4 separate regions of the Mus musculus genome follow, and all the other regions are linked to region 3. A link is a contact called in public Hi-C and HiChIP or PLAC-seq data. All regions are on one chromosome and are shown on one strand. Each heading gives the region's core, a stretch centred on a gene start, on an enhancer-like site or on the middle of the called end of the contact. The rest is flanking DNA. Distances are from core to core; before and after follow the strand shown. Region 1 holds the start of Senp2 (SUMO/sentrin specific peptidase 2). Region 2 has its middle 21 kb from the start of A230028O05Rik. Region 3 holds the start of Eif4a2 (eukaryotic translation initiation factor 4A2). Region 4 overlaps Igf2bp2 (insulin-like growth factor 2 mRNA binding protein 2).

Region 1 (2,700 bases), core at 166-2,665, 1.1 Mb after region 3:
GGCAGAGGCAGGCCGATTTCTGAGTTCGAGGCCAGCCTGGTCTACAGAGTGAGTTCCAGGACAGCCAGGGCTGCACAGAGAAACCCTGTCTCAAAAAACAAAAGAACAAAACAAAACAAAATAACCCACGAGCCCCCGAATGTAGTAAAGAACAGAAAGCAGCTAGAAGTCAAGGCTGGCCAGGACACATCCACACTCAGGTTTGGGTCGGCATACTGCTGACTCCGAGGGACTATGAATGAAAATGTGAGGCGATCACCAGTCCCTGTTCGATAAATATGCAGTTTCATTGTGCACCAGATCCAGTTGGGGGAGAATAAACTATTCTTACATAAGCATCAGTTTGAGAACTTTATAACATCTTAACCGATTCTTATCTGAACCCCATGGAACTGTAGAAGCCATGGGACTACATGCTACAGTTTAGCGAACAACCAGTTTCACCAATGACCTACATTCCTGGAGTCATCTATGAATCATTTTGATCTACTTCCCCTAATCCAATCTTTTGTCCACTTCTCTTGACCTGGAAACAAAAATAATCACCATCATCATAATAATAAGTGAAGTAGACATAGCAGAGGAAGGAAAGGGAGGGAGAATGTAAGAGTGGGAGACAGGGGGGAGTATAGAAGTTGTAGAATATTTTGTTTTCTAGATAAACCCTTAAAAGGGAAGACACTGTAAAGTAAATAAAGGAGTAGATGCTAAGTACTAATATTTGTCATTTCCTTCTAATTTTAACCGAATCTTACAAGAGTGCGGTACGTAAATACTTTCTGCCTCTTACAAGGATGTTAAAGAACAGGACCATTCCCTTCCCCTGCAGCCCAACACACACACCCCGACAGTTGCTGTCGAACAAGACAACTGCTGTTCCTCGGTGCGAAGACAACAGCACTCGCAGTCAAACGACTACGGGCAAACTCCTAACCTAGTGACTCGCTCCTGCGCTGTCCGCCCGCGACGACACCGGGCGACAGGAGCCGTATCCGGCGAGCAGCACATCGCCGGCCTCCCGTTCCCCTTCCGCTCGCAGCTAGAGGGACGGACTCTCCCCAGGCCTCCGCGGTCCCGTAGTCGCCGGTTCCCACAGGCCCGCGGCGCCCAACGCCAGCGCGGGGGAGGGGACCCGACCGGCGCGCGGCCACCTTACCTGCTGGAGCGCCGCCTCTTGAGTAGGGCGCGGGCCCCGGGCGCGGGCCGCTCACACAAGCGAAGAATGGTGCCGAGAACCTTAGCCAGCCATCTGTACATTCCAGGCCTGAGCAGCAGCGGCGGCCGACACACCCCGAGACGCGAACCCCAGAGCTGTCGCCGCCGCCGCCGCCGCCGCCGCCGCCGTCGCCGCTGCCGCTGCCGCTGCCGCTGCCGCCTTCGCCGCTTCAGCCGTAGCCAGGATCAGGCGCGGACTTGTGACGCCATCAGAGGGCCCACAGATTTAACGTTCCCCGGGCTAGGGGAGGACTCTCTAGAAGCCGTTGACGTCACCTTCTTCCGCCCAACGGGAAAGCGGCCTCCGGAGTCTGAGCATGCGCAGTCTGGGCCTGCTCCTTGTAAGCCTAGCAACAGGAAGCGGGACGGGGAGAGCGGGCTCTTGCGCGGGTCTGACTGGCAGACCGAAGGGCGGGGCTTTCTCTTTGGCAGAGCCAGTCAGGAGTCGATCTCGGGACAAGGCCCACAGACCCAAACCACGTGTATCGATGCTGGGCCGGGAGAGCTACCCAAGCAACCCGACAGTGGAGGGTTCTGTAAAAGAATGCGCAGGGTGGAAAATAGGTCAGGTTAGTTAATGAGTATGTAAGGGTTTGCGCTTTATTTTGTATATACATTGGTCTAATACTTTACCCGGATTGCCGTCATGTTTACAGCAACCGGACACAGTGGGGAATTTTAGGAATGTCATAAAAACCAAAGGTATATAGCAATTAAACCATGTGCCTAAGAAAATGGAGCTAACCACTAGCATTTGAGCCAGTCTAACTATTAGGGCTCATTCCGCACGCATACGTGCAAGTTTACTGGGAGAGACATTTTCATAGATACTTATAAATTAGAATACAAGGTCACCTGCTTATGTGATAAATGATTGTAATGCGCAATGGAACTAGAGAAAGTTAAACCAGATGCTGGGGAGTGAGTAGGGCAGACGGACACGACTTCTTAGGAAAAGCTTCCGAGAAACAGGGACTGAATGATTCCTGTGGCCTTTTCTAATCAGCTTGTCTCTTCCCCTCAGCTGTCAGGTAGCAATCAATTCTCATTATCCTCTCTGGGAATGTATACACTTTTCTTTTCTTCTCTTCTCTTCTCTTCTCTTCTCTTCTCTTCTCTTCTCTTCTCTTCTTTCTTTCTTCCTTTTTGTTGTTTTGTTGTTGTTGTTGTTGTTGTTTTTTGAGACAGAGTTTCTCTGTATAGCCCTGACTGTCCTGGAACTCACTTTGTAGACCAGGCTGGCCTCGAACTCAGAAATCTGCCTGCCTCTGCCTCCCGAGTGCTGGGATTAAAGGAAAACCATTAGAAATAAATGTCTAAATAATATCTCCTATGGACTTAAGCATAATGTCTGGGAGTGCAGTCCCTTGAAGTATTAAAAACAGTCTCAAAGCCGGGCGGTGGTGGCACATGACTTTAATCCCAGCACTTGGGAGGCAGAGGCAGGCAGATTTCTGAGTTCAAGGGCCAGCCTGGTCTACAGAC
Region 2 (2,700 bases), core at 136-2,635, 1.9 Mb before region 3:
GCAGTTGGCCGCCTCCATGAGTGTTAATTGGAGAGACATCTGAAGTGACCAGACTGGTTATGCAGCCGCCATGATAGACACACTCCATCTGCTTCAACCAGGCGCTTCTCAGCGCACAGGGAGGCCGGCCTGATTCCTCTTGCCCAGGGCTTGTTAGGAGTTACACTCAAAGTTAGCTTCCTCGGCTTTGAAGTGGAAACTGCTTCAAAAAACATCAAGTACAGACATCCTTCAGTTTGGTGAGGAGGAAATTAAGGCCCAGTCTTGCCATAGGTTAGATGCAGAGCTCACAGCCAGGTTTCCATCTGTCCTTCAACACACTGGGTGTGACACTTGCTACGGCCCTTCTAGATCATGAGTTGACCAACTTAGTTTCCTACTATCACTATCCCTTCCCCACTCAGTGACAAGGGCTTGACCTTCACATGTCATTTTCCTTAGCAACTGTTAATTTCTTCAGCATTTTAAATGAAACTTATTTTATCATTTAACAGAGGGGATGTTAAAAGTCATCTACTCTAATGGTTCTGGCATGCTTTAAAACTTATTTGGTTAGTCTTGCTTTTAGCAGCAGAGGCTTTATCAACTCATCAAATAGAGGCTGGGAAAGGCCTGGAAAGGGGAGTGTTTGGGTGGCTATAATACTGAGTAACATATTTAAATATTATATAATACTGTATACTATATATATATGCCATATATATATACCATATATATATATATACATGGAATACTGAGTGACAGTCTGACTAGAGTAAGCTCTTTTAACTTCAAATGCATAACTTGCCCCAACTGTTCCCACAATTCCTGCTGCCACCCATCCCTGTCTCTGCCATTGGTAGGGGCAGCCAATATCAAAAAGTGAATAGATAACCCTTCTTGTTTCAAGCCCTAAAATCCTCCAGTAGAATCTTTCAATATGACCTAATCTTGGTATATAGCACTTTCTAGTTACTAGTATATAAATATGACATTCCCTGCAAAGAAATCTGTATATGCCCATTTTACAGAGAAAAGAGAAACTGTCCCTCCGGCAGTATGCAATGGAGCTGAGATCCACATCTCCATACCCATTGCCTATCCCAAGATTAATTGGCCAGTGAGTGCTGCTGTACCTGTTCATTCCGGAAAAAGAACTACAGGTTCAGGCCAGCTTTTGAACTATTTTCTAATCATGAATAACAGAGAACCCCTGTTGCTAAGCTGCAGCATTTACAAATAACCCTGGATCTCTGTTGATTGTACTTCATCAACAAGGGAGATGGAAGCCATTAAGGAGGTCCACCTGGGACTTGTAATTAAGTCGGAGCAAAAGTACTTTGAGGAACTAACAACAAAAGAAGGAAGTCGTTGTCCTTCTGAAAGTCAGAATCTACTTCCTTAGAGTCTGAGAAGGTCTGTTTGTTTAGACCATCCAAGTCAAAAGCACAGAGCTGGGCGGTGGTGGTGTACACACCTTTAATCCCAGCACTTGGGAGGCAGAGGGAGGCAGAGCTCTGAGTTCGAGGCCAACCTTGTCTACAGGACAACCAGGACTGCTACGCTCTCCGGTCGAGTCAACTGGACAAGCCAAAAGGCTTAAAAGTCACTCATGAGGCAAAAGAGTTTCAAGGAAGCTCTCCTCCTGGAGTCTAGCGTTCCCTACCCATACAGTAATTTTTTCATTCCCGCGTTCCATTCCCGCGTTAGTCTAGTGTATAGATCCACGTGCTCTCTTTCAATATTTTCCTATTATAAGTGCTTTTTAAAATTGAATTCTGACATGGCTTAAGCCTTCCACCAGTGTTGCAACAGTCCAAGGGCATCCTTGACCAAGATCAAGGGTTTAGAATTCAGCAAGATTGTAAAAGCTAAGTCACTCCCTTACATAGGAATTTACCATCACTTAAAAAGAAGGAAGTTTCAGACCAAAGGAGAAACTAGAATAGATACTATAGCAGAGTTACACCCATACACACGTATTTACAATGGCCTAAGGGGAAGGTGGACTATACAAGAGACTAAAATAGGAACTGTGGCAAGGACGCGAAGCCCTTGACCCTGGCTTCTAAGATTAGTGAATTTTAGGTGGAGCCCTTGTTGATCCCAGCTGTTATCAATGTATTCTATCCTGGGTGGTTCCCGTTAGACCTTTTGTGTTTACATTCCTCTGTTTTATGTAAGATTCCAGTTACCTCAATTGTACCTTGCTAATATGTCACCCAACTTCCTTATTGTCCTCTGCATAAAAAGCCTGATGCTCGAGTTGTAAAATTACACTCAGATTCCACACGAACTCTCCTGTGTGTGTGTCTGTCTGTCATTCATCCACGCTTTGCCCACCTGCATCGAGAGACCCCGTTTCACGCAGACACAGGGACCCAGAAGGTCTGCGGCACAGGACTACACAGAGAAACCCTGTGTCAACAGAACGAAACAAAACAAAACAAACAAAAAAGGAGGGACACATAATTATGTATGACAGACAATGAAATCAAAAAGGGGCTACAGATGGGATACCAGGAGATCTGACAGCTGATCCTGGTAGGCCCAGTCACCAGCTGGGCAGAGGCAGCTCCTCCTCTGTCTGAGAGTGATAAGACCATACCCGAGGAAAGCTCAGAACTAGGTCATCCCTTTTGTGTCCCAATAGACACTTTCACATTGGATAAAAATCTGCTATTGTGGTCCTGATGGAAGAGATGTACTTTTTATGAGATC
Region 3 (2,700 bases), core at 142-2,641:
GTTTTACCTTTAATACAAGGGATAATAGCTCTTTGCTGAATAGCTGAAGGCTTCTCAAAACCATATGCATAGATGCCTCGAAGAAGGGACTCCTTTAAATTCATATCATCAAAGTTATCAACAATTTCATTCCAGTTGCTCTGTAAGTTAATAATGAAACTATGAATAAGACATGAAAAAAAAATGTACCTTTCCAAACCTTTAACGTCCACACCCACTCCTTACCTCGATGACACCATCGGGGTCCATTCCCTCTGGGCCGCCATGTTCTCTGCTGACAACAACACTGCAGTTAGACATACTGCTTCCAAGCCACGCAGAGACCCTTAAAGGGCCCTTCCACCCCGTACCTCATTCCCCTCCGCGCCCCTGTGCTCTGCTGAAAACGCCTCAAAACCGGCCGCAATGCTGCGAAGCGCCATTCGCCCTCCCCAACAGCTTGGGACTTGGACCCCTAAGTATAGACGCCCCTTTACTCAGTGCCCTAGGACCAGGCCCTCCCGCTTGGGAAGCGAAGCTCTCGCGAGTGCTCCGCGCGCCGAGCTCCGCCCCTAACTCTGCGCAAGCCGGCGTGATTGACGCCGAAAGGCCCAGGCAGGTCCATGCCAACGGCTCCGTCGCTCCGTTTCACGGTCCAGGGTGATCGTCCCCTGGCCGTCCAATCTCCCATCTCGACAGAACCCTAAGAACGCCAGCTCGCGCCACTGGCCGCCAATAAACCTTCGGGTCCCGGTTACCCGCCCCTAAGCAGTCTGCGCCACGGCTCCGCTTGCCATATCCCGTACGGGGAGGGGCAGCAGCCAAGATGTCACAATGTGTCCTAAGAAAGGGCATCCTTAATACTCCGTTCTTGTATCCGTCCTGTCTCCCCAACATCTGGAGTCTTACCATCATGGAAGCTTCTCGAAGGGCACAAGGAGAAGTGTGTGCCCTAAGAAAAAGCCCGCATACCTGCAGTGTGGCCGCCAAGCAACCCACCTCAACGCGGGTCCTAGTGACCTTGACTACAGGCCACCGGCCGCCCCGGGAGCGCCGTACCTGTTGTAATCCGCGGAGCCACCAGACATGATCCGAAAACCCACTCAGCGCCCGACTGAAAAGACAGGCGGACGGCGCCGCCCGTTTTTTATAGGCTCGCGGCCGGAACCCGTTTCTCGCGGAGGAATTTCCTTATTCCCCTTTCGGAAGCCACAAAATTGTACTCCTGGAGTTTGTTACCGGAGGTGAAGCCCTACAGGAGTCGATGACAAAATCCACATTTCACTATTACTTGGTATTACAGCGTTCCCGGAGATCCACGAATCGGGAACGGGTCTGGGACTCTTTGCTTTCGGCGGAAGAATATTGCAGCAGCGCGACCGCGCGCCGCGCTCCTCGGCCGCCCTGCTCCTACGGGGTTTCCGCGGCCCTGCCGCAGAGGCCGGCGGAGCCCTGGGCGCTTAGGGCGGAAGCCGGTGGCGCTGTTCGCTGGCGGGCGGCGTCTCCAGGACGCAGCTCCGGGCTACCTGCGCGTCAGCGTGCCCTTGGTCCGAGCCACCGCGTTCCGTGCCGGAACAGAATAGGGTTACCCCGCCCGTTCTCACTGCTGTTTAATGTGACAGGAAAGGGCTACCTGGCATTTCGCCCAGCCATTTAATATCCATTCAGATCTGGAACGTGTGAAACCCCTGCCACGGAAAATGTCGGCCACCCAGCACATCCTAGGAAATCCAGTTTGCAGTTCTATTTTTGTAAGACGAGAAGCACAGTGTGTAGTATCATTAACAGATGTCCCTAGGGTGGTGATTCGATTTTCATCTCTTTCTGGTCGGTCGTCTTCAGCTCTGGCTTAAAAAATAATGCTAATAATTTCAACCTAACAGGTGCGAGAAATGACTGATAGAATCACTACCAACTTGTGCAAAGGACCTGTCATTCTTTGTAACACAGAAATGTAAATGGGTGCTTCTGGCAGACTCAGCCCTAGCACTTCAAGAGCTGATTGTCTCTTCTGGTAAAACAAAACAAAAACAAAAAACAAAAACGATTTTAATCATCTAATATTGCCTTACTGAAATTGAGACAATATAGTTCGTATTGCTCGTAATAAACTTGCATGGCTGCATAAGCCTAGACGTTTCCAGTCAGCCACAACTCGAGCCCCTTGCAAAAAAATATAAGATATTTAATCCTTGAATTTTAAAATATGAAAGTATCCTGAACACTCAAAAATTTTTCTCATTAATTCAGAAGACCAAAGACTGACTAACCAGAGAAGGAAAAGGCTCAGTTTGGTAATTTACGAAAAGTATTTGGCTCTAAAAAGATTAAATTAGATTAAATTGTATTTGTTTATTTATTGAGTGTGCACCTCAGCGCGTGGAAGTCAACGGACGACTCTTAGGAGTTGATTCGTCTCCTACTACTTGGATCCCACAAGTGGGTCCTGGGGATGGAACTTAGGTCAGCATGCCCTAAGGCCAGCATTGAATCATCTTGCCAGCCCTATGTGCTATCCTTACTCAAAAATAAAACCTGTACTTATTTGGAAGTTATTGTGTCAGAAACTGTTACAAAATGATGACAAAATAGAGACCGGGTGTGGTGACATGGACTTTTAACCCTAGCACTCAGGAAGTGGAGGCTCGTGGATCCCTGCAAGTCTTAGAGGGTTCAGGCCAGCAAGGGCTATATAATGAGACCTTGCCTCAAGGGACAAGT
Region 4 (2,700 bases), core at 4-2,503, 1.0 Mb after region 3:
TCCCTCCCTCCCTCCCTCCCTCCCTCTTTCTTTTAGAATAAGTTATTTATTTTATGTATATGAGTACACCATTGCTCTCTTCAGACACACCAGAAGAGGGCATCAGATCCCATTACAGATGGTTGTGAGCCGCCATGTGCTTGCCGGGAATTGAACTCAGGACCTCTGGAAGAGCAGTCGGTGCTCTTAACCTCTGAGCCATCTCTCCAGCCCCAGGACAGTGTTCAGGAATTGTCTCCTTCCACCAGAGATTGAACTCATGTCATCAAGCTTACATGACAAACATTTTTTTTTTTAATCCACTGAGTCACCACAAAATAACCCATTTTGGTTCTTGGAGGAAGGCCCAGGAAGTATATATATCAAATCTGTGTCTGAGAACCCAGGGACAGCCAGCTACATGTGCCCCACAAACATGGGTGGGTGGGTGCTCAGAGGTCCTTGCAGGCTCATGCAATCTTGCTTAGGTTCAACATCACTCCTCAGATTCATCTATAGAGCACCAGGCCACACACTGACATGGCACTTTGGCCATCTCCCCAGATTGCGAGGCCTTCCCATGTTGGGTCTGTTAACCGCACTTGGCTGGGCCATGAGGTGCCAGGTCAGAATGATAGCTGTGTATGTGTTCTTTTCTAGTACCCAGAGCAGGAGACTGTAAGTCTCTTCATCCCAACCCAGGCTGTGGGTGCTATCATCGGGAAGAAGGGGGCACACATCAAACAGCTCGCTCGATTTGCTGGTGCCTCCATCAAGGTAAGATTGTTACTGCCTGTCCCCATGGGCCACCTCCTGTCAGTGCTAGAGAATTCTCACAGCACCTAGAGATGGCCATTCCTGTCAGCTCCCATTCTTCATCTTAGTCCTTTCCTGTTCAATCAAACCAAAGTTAGAAGAAAGAACTAGTAATGACCAAACCTGATCCTCCAAGGGTTGGCACTGTCCCCTCTTCCCGAGAAGATAGAGAAGGCCCACATGAGCAGAATGAGCATCTATGCCTAGCACTCAGCATGTTGATGCTCCTTAGCCCAGGCTTCAAGGACTTACAGACTGTGGGAACGCAAACTGAAGAACTTTCTGGAAAGTGCTGATAAGATCATAGGCAGACAAAGCTGATAGTGTCTCCTGTTAAGAGGCCAGGACTGAGCCAAAGTCTGGGAGAGGGAATTCCCCTTGGTTTGCAACACTGATGTGTGCAGATGTGGCTGCAGCCCATGTTCTGCCCCCTCAGTTGTCAGTGATTGTTTGCCACAGATCTGCCTCAAGCCCAGCTGTTGCTCTGACTCAGCGCGAGGCCGTGACTCCGAAAGCCCCCGTGAAACGCTTCCGGAAATGCTTTTCATTGTTACGGGAAAGAATTTGCTACCATGAGACAACCCAGAGTTATGCCAAGTCTCATGACTTGGAGAGAGAATGCCTACACTTTTCCCCTGAGAGCTGGAGTTTCTCCCACAGCCAAGTGTGACAGGGAAGAAAACCAAAAACAAAGCATTCTGAGTTGTGCATTATGAGGACAGTGGTGGCCCTGGGAAAGATGGCATCTTGCTGTACTCTCAAGCTGCATCCATCTGTGCTTGCAGTTAGGGGTTCACATTTGCACTGGGGGTTAGCTAGCCCACGGTGGGCTGGGCATGATGAGAGTGTGGGGTGCTTTATGCCCGATGGCTTGGCACGTATAATACCCTGGCCTAGATGATGCAGACAGCAAGGATGAGGATGACCATAGTCTGCAGTGCCCAGAGATCTTTCTTAGTGCCTAACGCTGTAGTCTGAGATGGTTAAACACAAAACAAAACAAAACTCTACAGTGAGACAGCTTGGACCGAAGGGCTTTGAGGGTTTCCTTTATTCAAACCTCAGTTTACAGGAAAAAAGCAAGACACAGAGAATAAGGCTCATTGAGACACCTAAGTGGTCAGCCTCAATCTTAGACAGAAATTCCACTGGCCACTAGGATCCTGAGGTCCTGAGGCAGACCAGACCACAGTACCTTCTTGGTCTCCTCAGCAGGTGGAATGACTGCCTGGAGCTACCAGATCCAGATCAACTCTGTTGTTGACTTCTCTTCCTCTTCCTGTACAGAGTTTTTAAGTCAGAGTGTGCTGGGGGTGGAAATGTAACAAGAACCCAACGGGGGCTTGGCCTCTGTGGCTTTCCCTAGCTGCAGAGGGATCCACAACCCCTTTCTTGACTCTAAAGCCAGAACCAGGTGACTGAAGCTGCCTAGTTCTCACGCTTACTGCAACTGGAACTCGGCCCCTCGAGTCATTTCATCAGCTTTCTGTCTTTGATGGTTTTCTTCACTGCTTAAGCCTTTGTCTAATTCCTCTCCACAAGTCCGAAGCTTGGCTGGGTGAGGTCTTGCTCTGAGATCACGATCTTCCTTATTCCATTTAGTATAAGGCTTTTCTTTAAACTTTTATCTCCTTGAACACAATAAATACATAGCTCCACTACACCTCCTGGTGCTCCTATTCTCTTCAGACTGTACATTTTATATTTTTCCTTGGTTGGCTTATGAGAGTGGCCACATGACAGAGTCAGTACTAGGCTGTCTTGAAATCTCTGCCAATGCCATTAATCCAAAATGCTCTAATTTAGCCTCAGATAGATTTTTTTTTCCCCCTAAAATACCACAGGAGTGGTCTCCAGGCCATTTACTGTATTCTTCCCTCTGAAATGTCTTCACCTGGGCCTCCA

The links. Hi-C and Micro-C count contacts between places; a contact is called where the count stands out from the background. HiChIP or PLAC-seq counts read pairs in DNA pulled down with a chosen protein or histone mark.
Region 1: a Hi-C map of natural killer cells shows a contact between it and region 3, with 7 times the contacts expected there. The contact joins the promoter of Senp2 here to the promoter of Eif4a2 in region 3. A contact is called at or near these places in 5 of 39 promoter capture datasets (cranial neural crest, frontonasal cranial neural crest, maxillary cranial neural crest and 2 more), 1 of 484 Hi-C or Micro-C datasets (natural killer cells) and 1 of 115 datasets of contacts at active chromatin or transcription factors (astrocytes).
Region 2: an H3K27ac HiChIP or PLAC-seq map of embryonic stem cells shows a contact between it and region 3, with 7 times the contacts expected there. The contact joins the enhancer-like site here to the promoter of Eif4a2 in region 3. A contact is called at or near these places in 6 of 39 promoter capture datasets (the 3T3-L1 cell line, cranial neural crest, embryonic stem cells and 2 more), 5 of 484 Hi-C or Micro-C datasets (all in embryonic stem cells), 6 of 115 datasets of contacts at active chromatin or transcription factors (all in embryonic stem cells) and 3 of 9 other capture datasets (embryonic stem cells, liver and pancreatic islet).
Region 4: an H3K27ac HiChIP or PLAC-seq map of microglia shows a contact between it and region 3, with 4 times the contacts expected there. The contact joins the enhancer-like site here to the promoter of Eif4a2 in region 3. A contact is called at or near these places in 3 of 39 promoter capture datasets (the 3T3-L1 cell line, the C10 cell line and cranial neural crest) and 2 of 115 datasets of contacts at active chromatin or transcription factors (astrocytes and microglia).

The regions. Positions count from the first base shown.
Region 1 is chr16:22,008,199-22,010,898 of GRCm38.p6, reverse strand. Senp2 (SUMO/sentrin specific peptidase 2) reads right to left here and starts at 1,415. Exons shown (of 17, transcript NM_029457.3): 1 at 1,157-1,415. The coding sequence starts at 1,257.
Region 2 is chr16:25,037,381-25,040,080 of GRCm38.p6, reverse strand. No RefSeq gene overlaps it. Among named protein-coding and RNA genes, the nearest start is that of A230028O05Rik, 21 kb to the left of the region's middle. Within about 2 kb of position 1,385, at least 32 of the 459 cell types and tissues checked have an H3K27ac peak or open chromatin away from gene starts, as enhancers often do. A contact at or near this core is called in embryonic stem cells, where this site is marked.
Region 3 is chr16:23,106,159-23,108,858 of GRCm38.p6, reverse strand. It overlaps Eif4a2 (eukaryotic translation initiation factor 4A2), which reads right to left and starts at 1,391. Exons shown (of 11, transcript NM_013506.3): 1 at 1,039-1,391; 2 at 226-271; 3 at 8-140. The coding sequence starts at 1,067.
Region 4 is chr16:22,066,199-22,068,898 of GRCm38.p6, reverse strand. It overlaps Igf2bp2 (insulin-like growth factor 2 mRNA binding protein 2), which reads left to right. Exons shown (of 16, transcript NM_183029.2): 12 at 640-756. Among named protein-coding and RNA genes, the nearest start is that of Senp2, 58 kb to the right of the region's middle. Within about 2 kb of position 1,253, at least 76 of the 459 cell types and tissues checked have an H3K27ac peak or open chromatin away from gene starts, as enhancers often do. A contact at or near this core is called in astrocytes, where this site is marked.